2 separate regions of the Sus scrofa genome follow, and region 1 is linked to region 2. A link is a contact called in public Hi-C data. All regions are on one chromosome and are shown on one strand. Each heading gives the region's core, a stretch centred on a gene start, on an enhancer-like site or on the middle of the called end of the contact. The rest is flanking DNA. Distances are from core to core; before and after follow the strand shown.

Region 1 (5,416 bases), core at 1,079-3,578, 280 kb before region 2:
TTTTACTACCTTTGAATAGGTAATACATGCACAGATTACAAATTTCCAAAGGTATAAAGAGTAAACGGTGAGAAACAAATCTTGCCATCCCTCCCTGAAGTTTCTATTATCAATTCCTTACATGAAAACAACCTTTGAGGGCAGGGTGTCTACCTATTAAGGTAAATCATTAATCTTTACAGTAAGAGGACTCTGCTTAGAAAACATTTGTCATAAAAAGACAGATCCCTGGAGTTCCTGTTGTGGCGCAGCGGAAATTAATCTGACTGGGAACTATGAGGTTACGGGTTCGATCCCTGGCCTCGCTCAGTGGGCTAAGGATCTGGCGTTGCTGTGAGCTGTGGTGTAGGTTGCAGACGTGCCTTGGATCTGGCGTTGCTGTGGCTGTGGTGTAGCCTGGCAGCTGTAGCTCCGATTCGACCCCTAGGCTGGGAACCTCCATATGCCACGGGTACGGCTCTAAAAAAAGGAAAAAGAACAAGGACAGTCATTTCCCTTTGAAAGTTTCCCATTCTCTTAAGGTTCTAAATCACTTCACTGTGTGTTAATAGTGAAGTGTTTTTCACAGAAGTAGGGCGGGGCTCCTTCATACTCTATCCATCTTTCAAAGAAGGAGAAGAGAAGTGATTGCCCAAAGTCACCAGGAAGTAGGCTGGGAAACCCAGATTGGAAAAGTTGGTATTAAAGGTCAGCAGTGTGCAGGAGTTCCCTTGTGGTTCAGTGGTATCCATGAGAACATAGGTTCAATCCCTGGCTTGGCAAAGTGGGTTAAGGATCTGGTGTGGCTGTGAGCTGTGGTGTAGGTCAGACATGGCTCGTATCCTGCATTGCTGTGGCTGTGGCATAGGCTGGCAGCAGTAGCTCCGATTTGACCCCTAGCCTGGGAACTTCCATATGCCACAGGTGCAGCCCTAAAAGCAAAAAATAAATACATAAGTAAATAAAGAAGAAGAAGTCAACACTGTGCAAAGCATACCAGTTTCGAGATAGAACCAAAGGTCTAATTTCTCAGGGTAGTCCTCACTGTACCTGCTTTGCAATCAACTGAGGATTTTCTTAAAAATCCAGACTTCTGGGCCCCACTCCACACCTACTGAAGAGGAATCAGTTAGGCTGGAATTCAGCAATTTGCATTTTTAAGAAGCTTTCCCAGGGATCTTAGGCACATTAAAGTTTAAGATTTGGTAGGCAGGAAAAAAAAAGTGCTCTGGGCATCCAGAGCAGGGAGCAAACAGATTGAAGCAAACAGATGGAGAAGGCAGCATATGAATTTGTTGGTGAAGGCAGGGTGAGATTTAGACACATGGAGAAGGTGGGGGTGGGGCGGGGGGAGGTGGAGGGCACAGCAACCTTCTCTAATGGTGAATTCACTCACACTTGGGCCTTCACTGACTCTCTTTTTGGTTGTTGTTGTGGCCATCATCATCCTTTCCATCTTCCTCTTTAGCCTCCTCCCCAAACCTCAACAGTCTTCATGGGCTGAGCTCAGTAGATGCTTCTGCTCTCTGGGAGTAGGGGGATAGAGCACACACAGAGGTGCTTTAGTACATAAAGCTTTAAATTATAAAAGACACAGAGTTGACAAGTAGAGGGCACCCAGTCCCAGGCAGACAGGAAGGGGCAAAGACGAATAAACATGAAAAGGACACAAAATTACAGGTGGACAGGGAAAGAGCAGCAGAATCACGAGCAGACATACCTGAGCTGGGAAAAGGACACACATCAACACGGATGGATAGAAAGGTCACTCACAGGACCAATTAACAAGTTCACGCAGAAAGGCACAACAAACACCAGGCAGAGACAGATACAAAGAACATATGCAGGAAGGGATGGACTCAGGCAATGACTCAAATCTGTGATAGGGGCTGAGATGGAGCTGCCCCCAAATCTCAAGTACCGAGCCCTGCCTTCCAGGGTCCTGCCCATCGTTCTGTTTCACTGCAGAGAGAGCTCAGGACCCAGGCTAGACGGGCCAGATGTGCTCCTGGATGTGCATTTTGGTCAAGGCGAGGGAGATCATTTATTCCCTCTTATGTCACATTTACTTTAGCCTGCAGATGTTTATTATTAGGCCTTCTTTCTGGCTCGCAGCCCAACTTCGTACAGGTCTCTAGGACTCTGATTGTTCCTGGGTGCTCCGGGTTTCTTCAGTGGACTCAAAGGCTTCATCAGTTCATTTACAGATTTACAGATCACTTTCCCTTTAAGCTATTTTCCCCAATCCTCCACCTTCCCAGACTCCCTCACATTCCCGACATCACTTGCAGTTTCTACGAGCACTACGTCTCCCATAAATCTTAGCGCCCAAGCAGCTACCCTAGGGAACTTCAAGTACCGAAATGCTCTCCGACCCGGCTCCCTGACTACCGCGGTGACCGGTGGTACTTGTAGTTGTCCAGGAATTGTCAGACGACTCCAAAAAACTACTCCTCCCAGGAGTCCTCGTGTCAGAGGCGGGTTTACCGCCTGTCTTTCTCCGCGCCGCTTAATTCTTCCTCGGACTCCGATTCCCGCCGTGCCTTGCGCTGAGCTACTTGCGTCGGATAATGGTGCTGTGCTCAAAGTATTCTCTGGGAGTTGTAGTTCCTGTATTGGTGAGGCGAGGAGGAGGCGGAGTGACTCGGCGGCCATTAGCTGTGTGTAGTTGCCCGGGACTAGGAGCTTAAGTGAAGAGGGAAGCCTTATTCGGTGGAAATCAACTGTGGGCATGGGCTTCTGCCACGGATAGTCCTAGAGTACGGGGAAGGCGGGCTTTTTAGTTTCCTGCCCCGCCAAGTGGCGGGGCCCACTAGGCCTCTGGGCATCCCCGGTCTCAAGTAGGCCTTGATTGCCGGCAAGGGCGCCCCAAAGGCGGGCGGCGCCATGTCGCTGGTTGCTTACGCCAGCAGCGATGAGAGTGAGCCGGATGAGGCTGAGCCGGAGCCGGAGGAAGAGGAGGCGGCGGCCCCTACACCTGGGCCCACTTTAGGGGGCTTGTTCGCTTCTCTCCCCGCACCCAAGGGTCCGGCTTTGCTGCCTCCGCCCCCCCAGATGCTGGCCCCAGCCTTTCCCCCGCCGCTGTTGCTGCCCCCACCCACCGGAGACCCCCGGCTCCAGCCTCCTCCCCCCTTGCCCTTCGGCCTGGGAGGCTTCCCCCCACCTCCAGGCGTGAGCCCGGCTGAGGCGGCGGGAGTTGGGGAGGGGTTAGGATTGGGGCTGCCCTCGCCCAGAGGCCCTGGCCTCAGTCTTCCCCCCCCCATCGGCGGCGCCGGGTCCCCCCTGGGGCTTCCCAAGCCAAAGAAGCGGACAGAGCCGGTGAAGATTGCGGCGCCGGAGCTGCATAAGGGGGATGTGAGTATCCGGGAAGGGCACCCCCAAACTGTCCATTGGATTTGGGCATGGGCTAAGCTGTAGGATGGATTCGTGGGGATTCTGGGACTCCGTCCTATAAATGCAACCATTGATTCTAGGCCGCTGGATTCCTGGTACAGTGCGATTAATGGGAGCCGAAGTTTGTCAACTTTCGGGGAGTTAGGGTATTGGTCCACGCGGGTTTCTCCTGCTAGACTCGCCTGCAGAAGGGCCATAAACCATCACCTGGCACTGACAGGCCCAGGCCTAGCGACACTTAGGTCCACTCTCCCTTGTTGCATCTTCACCGCGGGCCAGGTTTTTTGGTTTTTTGTTTTTCCTTTCCCTCTTATACTGAGGACAGCATAAAACCTGGCACTTGAAGAGGTGACAGGAGACAGGATTCCCGAACCCTTGCTGAACATTTAGGACTAACCTTTTCCTTTGCCTCTGAACTTAAAAGCATCGGGGTCTGAAGGAGAAGGCTTGGGATCTTGGATTCTGTTTTTGAGGGGGGCAGGGAAGAAACTGAATATTTTTTTGAGTACAGATCATTTGCCAGGCATTGACCCTTTCCTTGGATTATTACAGAACTGTGGGAGATGATGTCCTAATAGTTACAGATGAGAAACAGGTGTCCAGCGTGCGAGCTGTTACCTGGTAAAGGGCAGAGTGAAGTTTAGGAGCTGAGTCTGCCTGGACTCCAGACCTCTGCCTCAGTTTCGCCATTGAGGTATTTGTCAAGCCTAGGTGACTTAGGACCCTTGGATCCTAGAATAGGCGACTAAACTTATGTTGTTTTCTGAATGTTGGAGCGGACAGTTCGAAGGCCTTCCTTGGAGTGAGTGCTTTGGGGATAAAGGAGACAGCTTAGGGGCAGGTCCTGTTTTAGAGTTCTCCGGAGTTCTTTCCTTTCTCGGTTCTGGAAGGTTAATTGGTCAATCCCTGGCTCCCCTTTGGTAATCCTCCTGAGAGAAGCTGACTGTAGCTCTGGCTTTTCTTCAGACTTCCAACTCTGCCTGGGGGCTCTTTCTGTTCCTTGCACTTGTGGGTCCTTTGGCTTCTCCCCATAGACGTGCTAATGTCCCCTCCCTCACCTCTTTCAAATTTTGGCTTAAAAGACTTTGTTCTCAATGAGGACGTCCTAGCCAACCTATTTAAAATTGCAACTTCCTGTCCCCCACTCCTCCCACTCCACTTGGCTTTATTTTTCTCCCTGGCACCACCATCTGAAATACTTCACTGCCGTTATCTAACATACTATAAAATACTGTACTATACTGTGCTATGAAATACTATACTACACTATGAAATACTACACTATAAAATATAAAAACAAAATGCATTTTATTGCCTCTGTTTCTGCTCATATACAAACTCCGTGAAGGCAGAGCTTTTACTCACTGTTGTGTGCCCAGTGGTTAAAACAGTGCTTGGCAAATACCGAGTCCTACCTTAGTATTTTCTGAACGAATGAACTCAAATGAATATGGATTTTTCATAGAAGGAGGTTCCAGAATCTACCTCACTACCTTATTCCAAACTTTTTTTTTCCCCCCAGATTATTTCCCCCTTCTTTCTCACCAAAAAGACTTCTCTTGCTCCACTGAAACTTATTTTGGCCTTGACTTAATCTAGAGCAAAGGAAATTCCCTGAATAAGAGGAAAATAGGTTCATTTGGGGGCATTCTCTTTTTACAGTATTCTCCCCAGATTTTCTCTCAGCCTAACTGTGATATATGGGTGAAGATGGCATTTTGAGCCAGCCTGCCTGCCTCCACAGGGACAGTCAAAAGGCTCATTTCTATGTCTGCGAAGGTAGCATTAGAAAAAGTTGCCGGTAGGAGTTCCCATCATGGCACAGTGGAAATGAATCTGACAAGGAACCATGAGGGTTGCGGGTTCGATCTCAGGCCTCGTTCAGTGGGTTAAGGATCCGGTGTTGCCGTGAGCTGTGGTGTAGTTTGCAGCTTGGATCTAGTGTTGCTGTGGCTGTGACGTAGGCTGGCAGCTACAGCTGTGATTAGACCCCTACTGGGAACCTCCATATGCCTCAGTGAGGTGCTCAAAAGACCAAAAAAAA
Region 2 (5,559 bases), core at 1,397-3,896:
TCCCTAGCTCTCCAGTAACCATTGCCCCCCCACCCCCCGCCCCAGGCCTTTCATTGGCTTGTTCAGTCTTCCAACCATCCATCCGTCCAGTTAGGACGTGTGCAGCACCCACACAACAACCCTCTCTCAGGATCCTCAAGGAGAAAGGGTTGAAGAGAAGGGGAGGAAAAGCAAAGGCAGACACCTTAACAAAGTTGTAAACTGTGGTGTTACTGGGGATGTGGAGGCTGGGCAGACTCTGGGGTGGGGGGTAAGAACATCCTGTGCTCAGACTCTAAGGGCCCAGTGCCTCTGCCTGTCAGGCCTAAGAGCCCCACACAACCTCTTCCGGCTCTAGGCAGAGGGAAGGCCCATTTCGCAGAGTCAAGCTTATTAAAAACGGTTGGAAGATTAAACCTGGCGCATCCGCTGATTGGCAGATTTCCATTTAAACCCTAAGCTTGAAGAGGAAGAAATTCTAGTGTGATCTATGCATTTGGGGGCCATTACCAGCCACTGGTAAAAATCCAGACCTGCATGGGTGCAAAGGGTGTTTCTGTCTCATCGTTCAGGGCAAGAACACCCTCCTCAAGGTAGAAACGGGATCCACCCACTTCTCAGTGGATCCATCCACTAAGCCCCACCATTCCACAATGACCAGCCTGGTGGAGGCCCACGCCCCTGCCAGGGCCTTTCCCCCTGCAGATCCAACACCTAAAGCCGGTCCCAATTCACCCTGAGGTCTCACGTGACCAGGCTTGTGCACGCCTCCCACCCCTAGGCTGGCAAGTTGGAGACTCAAATTCAGCCTCTGGCCTGGCAAAAGTCAAAGGCGGCTGGAAGCATTTCCCTCTCTTTCCCCACTCCTGGCATCACCGTCTATCGCTTATATTAAAAAAAACACTGAATCAGGGATATGCTTTGAACATGGACACACACAGAGGGAGAATAAACACACATGCCCAGACAGTACCCAAGACCAATGCTTCTAAACCACCAATTCCCACAGCCCACCCAGACCCTTTTGCAACCTTTTATCAAAATGCAACACCTTCCCTCTCAGTCTTCTTCCTTAAAGGTTTAAAAAAAAAAAAAAAAAAAAAACAACCCCACAATATTAGCAAACCTACCTGTCTATACTCTGGGGTAACCTTACACTCATGGTTTCTCGGTGTCTCCACGGTTCCAGAATCCTGTAGTTCTGAGGTCTTGATCGAGATTGAATCGCTTGCAATTTTTTTAGAAGGGCGAGAGGAGGGCCTCTCAACTTGAAGATTGAATCCTTTTTCCTCCAGCTCTCAGGACCCTGGTAACTGAAGCTCCATTCTACTTCTACCAGTTAACATGGTCTCCTTTCTCAGCCCCCTTTCCCCTCCCCCCTCTTAAAAAAAAAAAAAAAAAAAAGAAAGAAAGAAAAAGAGAAAAACTGTGACCTTCTTAGAAACCAAAAACCCAACCACAAATCTCTTCAAGGTTAGCGCTATGGGCTTAAAAAAAAAAAAAAAAAAAATGAATCACAGAAAGAATGTGCCTTCAAAATATCAGTCTTAACTGCAAAACATGGATAAAAACCATCCTTTTAATCCAGTTTTCCCAGCTGTCCTTCTGTTGGCAAGAGAGCCTCAAGCTCCAAAGGGGGGAAAAACAATTCTCTGGCCTCCAATGCTTAAAACCACAACAACAGATATATTGAGGGACAGAAAAAAAAAAAAGAATAAATCCAAATTGGCACCTGGAAAAAAAAAATCTTGCAGCTGATTTGCACAGTAAAAAAATAAATAAACCATATAATAGTATGTACACAACAGCACTCCTTCCAAGTCCAGTGCAACCCTGGGATCCAAAATTATGAATTTCCTTCAAAAAAAAAAAAAAAGCTTTTACATTAAAGGTTCTGAAATCCTCAAATGAGCCAATCGCAGCCCCCCCAAAAAAATCAAAAAACACCTGAAATGCAATGCTTTTTAACCTTTAAATTGGTAGCAATGCCACAAATCAGAGAAAAAAGTCTCTGAAAATATTCCCCCCTTTTCTTTTTCCTTTAAACTTGCAGGTTTCTCCACCTACCCCAGCCTGATTCCCAGCCCAGGTTCGGCCTTTTTCTGAAAGACAATTTCCTGAGTTAGTTCTGTTTTGCTCCTCCACATCCAGGCTCCGAAAATTTCTCTTGCCTCAGCCTCCATGAAACGGAGATTTCGCTTCCTCGCGTTCCCCCTGCTCTGCCTCTCGCCTGGCCAGAAAAACTGCTCCCTTATTATTACTAGTTTGGATTATTATTGTGGATTTGAGTTCGGGGTGGGATATTCCTCCACACCAGCCTCCCGGACAATCCGATCGCCTGGCTTCTCTCGTTCGGCCTCTCTTTTTCCTCCCTTTCCGCCCCTCGCCTAATCTCGCAGGCAGGAGCCCACCGCGCCTCGCGCAGGACCGCCGGCGGCCTCCGGCTCCCGGCCCCGCTCGCCCGCTCGCCCCACGCCCGACCGCCGCGCTCCGGCCTCGGCGGCTGCGGGACTCCCGGCTCGGGCACAGGCAGGGAAGGCGGCGGCGGCAGGCCGGCACGGGCGGGCGTCCGGCTCCCGGCGTCGCGGCCGCGCTCGCCTCCTTCCGGGCCCCTTCCCCCCCGGCTCGCCGCTCACTCGGGCGCAGGCCCGGCCGGCCGCCCCCTCCCCGCGCTGCCCTCCCTCCTCCTTCCCCGCGAGCCTTTCTCCTTCCCTCGCTCCGGCGGGGGCGGGGCCGCAGGCTCCTCCTCCTCCCGGCGTTGCCCGCCGGCCTTTCCCCTCACGCCGCGGCCGGGGGGCGGGGGCGGGAAACCGACCGCCCTTCCCTGCCGCGATGCTGCGGCCGCCGCTCCCGCCCCGCCGGCCCCTCTCCGGCTCTCCCTGCGCGCACTGCCCCGCGCTGACTCCTCGCCGCCGCTCCTCGGCCGGTTCCCTCCGCGGCCCCACAGTCGCCGGCCTTGCCCGTCGCTGCGGCCTAGCTGATCCCGGGCTTGGCCGAATCCCCGGCTTTTCCTGGCCTGGTCCTTCGACGGCCCCGGCCCGGACCCCGCGAGGCACCGCGCGCCGCCCTCGCCACCACCCCTACCGCCTTCTCTCCGCTTTCTCTTGGGTGCTTTCCCCCCTTTTACTGCCCTGCCCTCCGGACCCGACCTTTGTTTCTTCCCCTCTTCCCACCCCCGCTGCGGTGCCCGGCGCCCCTAGGCCCCCTCCCCACGTATCCTGGGTTTTGCGTTCCCAGTCATCACCCCTGCTCTCCACCGCCCCTGCGTCCCTTCTCCCACCTTTTTTTCCTCTCCTTATTTTGCAAAAATTTGTCGCGCCCTCCTGCCTGGGCTCCCGGAGCTCTTTTAACTGTTTCCTCCCTTTTGAGTGGTTCTCCTCATTTCTAACACCCACTGAAGGTGGGGGAAGAGACCCTTTGGCTCTTCCCTCTCCTGTTGTTTGGGCATCTTAATACCAGGCTGAGTAAAGTGTTTTTGAACTAGATGGAAAATCCTTTCAGAGACAGTTCTCTTTCCACAATTCCCCTCTCATAGAATCACAGTTTCTAAATCTTTCCAAGTAACATGACATTAGTCAGAAGGTCCCAAGCGTTATAGTTAAAAATAATTAAGACAGCAAGGAAACCTTTTTCATTAGGACTGGGAGATGAACTTTGTCTTCTTGCCTAGGTAAATGCTGTTGTAAAACACCCTGCTGGCAGTGATGTATTTGCATTATGTTCTCTCCCTTCTACACCATCTTGGTTGTTCTGGGGGGACTACATGTGTATGTGTATTTAGCTGCACACATCCAGAAGCAATAAAGAGGGAGCTGAGGGACCCCAGCAGTGTTAGAAGTGATGAGCTTGCAAAGAGCAAGAAGAAAGACTAATAAGCATCTGCTGCGGGCTCAGAATGAACTAGAAGCTTCCTCTGAATTATACCAGGTACAAGTTAGTAAATATAAGAATTTCACCCCATCCCCATCTGGCTTCAGTCCCTAAACCAGAAATAGCAAAGACAGGTCTGCCTGAAATCGGAGGCGTCACAGTTGAAATTGCTATTAGCCTTTTCTTTATTCCCTTCCTAAACGTCTTTGGTGGTATCACCAAACATTTTTCTTTTCTCTCTCTCTCTCTCTTTTTTTTTTTTTTTGTCTTTCTAGGGCTGCTTCCCGCGGCACATGGAGGTTCACAGACTAGGGGTCTAATCGGAGCTGTAGCCACCGGCCTACACCAGAGCCACAGCAACGCCAGCTCCGAGCCACCAGGGAACTCCAGGGGTGCATTCTTGATTGTTTTTGTTAAATCATGATAACTCCTCTTCCAATCACATTCACCACAAGGCAAAGGCTGGTTTTTTTGGCCACATATGTAGCATGCATAAATTCCCAGGCTAGGAGTTTCCTTCATGGCTCAGTGGTTAACCCCACTATGATCCATGAGGATGAGGGTTCGATCCCTGGCCCTGCTCAGTGGGTTAAGGATCAGTGTTGCTGTGAGCTGTGGTGCAGGTTGCAGGTGAGGCTCGTAACCCTAGTTGCTGTGACTGTGGCCTAGACTGACAGTTCTCTTTCAACGCCTGACCTGGGAACTATGGATGTGGCCCTACAAAAAAGCAAAAAAAAAGGATTTCCCAGTCAGGGATCGAACCCTCACCACAGCAATAACCGGAGCTACTGCAGTGACATCCCAGATCCTTAACCCACTGAGCCACTCGGGAACTCTATGGCAAAGACTTTTAATTGTAAATCAGCTTGTAAATTTACATCTTAAGTCAATCATTCCTTCCTGAATGACTGGAAGCTTTTATATTTTTAACAATGGGTTTGAATGCCCTTGGAAGTGTCATTTAGATTTTTAAAACAAATTTTAGAGGTTTTTTTTTCCCTCAACTATGCAAAAGTTTTATAGGTGAAACACACTGTTTTTGGTAAAAAAAAAAAACAAAACAAAACAAAAAAACAGTTTTGGAACCATTTCCAGTAGGGCATTTTCAAAATGCTTTCTCCATAAGCATTAGTTTCTTTAGAAAAACTGTAACTTTCTCACTCATTAATAGACTGTCATCTTCACCTTGAAGAGACAGATTAAGTGGATTTTTGTTTTTGTTGTTTGCTTTTTTTAAAAAAATAAGTGCTAGATAGTATTGCCAGCTATTTCTCATAGAATTTTGTAAAATAAAAATGTGTATTCCTAAGGAAAAAAAAAATGTGTATTCCTGCTACATTCATTGTCCTCTTTTTAGGCCTTTCCCAAGAGATAACCAATGAATCTCTGCAGCATAAGAATTTTCATGGTCATTCTCCCTATCTTTACTAAAAATTGTTAAGTTTGTAGCAGTTAAGAGGTTATTTTTATCCAGTGGATGGCATACATTGTAAAGAAACAATATCTGACCTGTGTGTGGCATTCCCACAGGTTCCTGGAAACATCTCATGTGAGGGATGACTTCTGAAGTAGTGACCTGGTGGGGGTGCCAGGTCAGTCCATATATTAAAAGGTAAATATGATTTAAGCTTAAATAGTTGTTTTTACTATAGTCAGTGCGGGAGTTCCTGTTGTGGCTTGGCGGGTTAAGGACCCAATTTTTCTCTATGA

The links. Hi-C and Micro-C count contacts between places; a contact is called where the count stands out from the background.
Region 1: a contact with region 2 is called in a Hi-C map of heart right ventricle, with 3 times the contacts expected there. The contact joins the promoter of PRCC here to the promoter of ARHGEF11 in region 2. A contact is called at or near these places in 1 of 47 Hi-C or Micro-C datasets (heart right ventricle) and 1 of 2 datasets of contacts at active chromatin or transcription factors (alveolar macrophages).

The regions. Positions count from the first base shown.
Region 1 is chr4:93,322,411-93,327,826 of Sscrofa11.1, reverse strand. It overlaps PRCC (proline-rich protein PRCC), which reads left to right and starts at 2,328. Exons shown (of 7, transcript XM_001924343.6): 1 at 2,328-3,333. The coding sequence starts at 2,866.
Region 2 is chr4:93,042,620-93,048,178 of Sscrofa11.1, reverse strand. ARHGEF11 (rho guanine nucleotide exchange factor 11) reads right to left here and starts at 2,646. Exons shown (of 42, transcript XM_021089647.1): 1 at 1,110-2,646. The coding sequence starts at 1,141.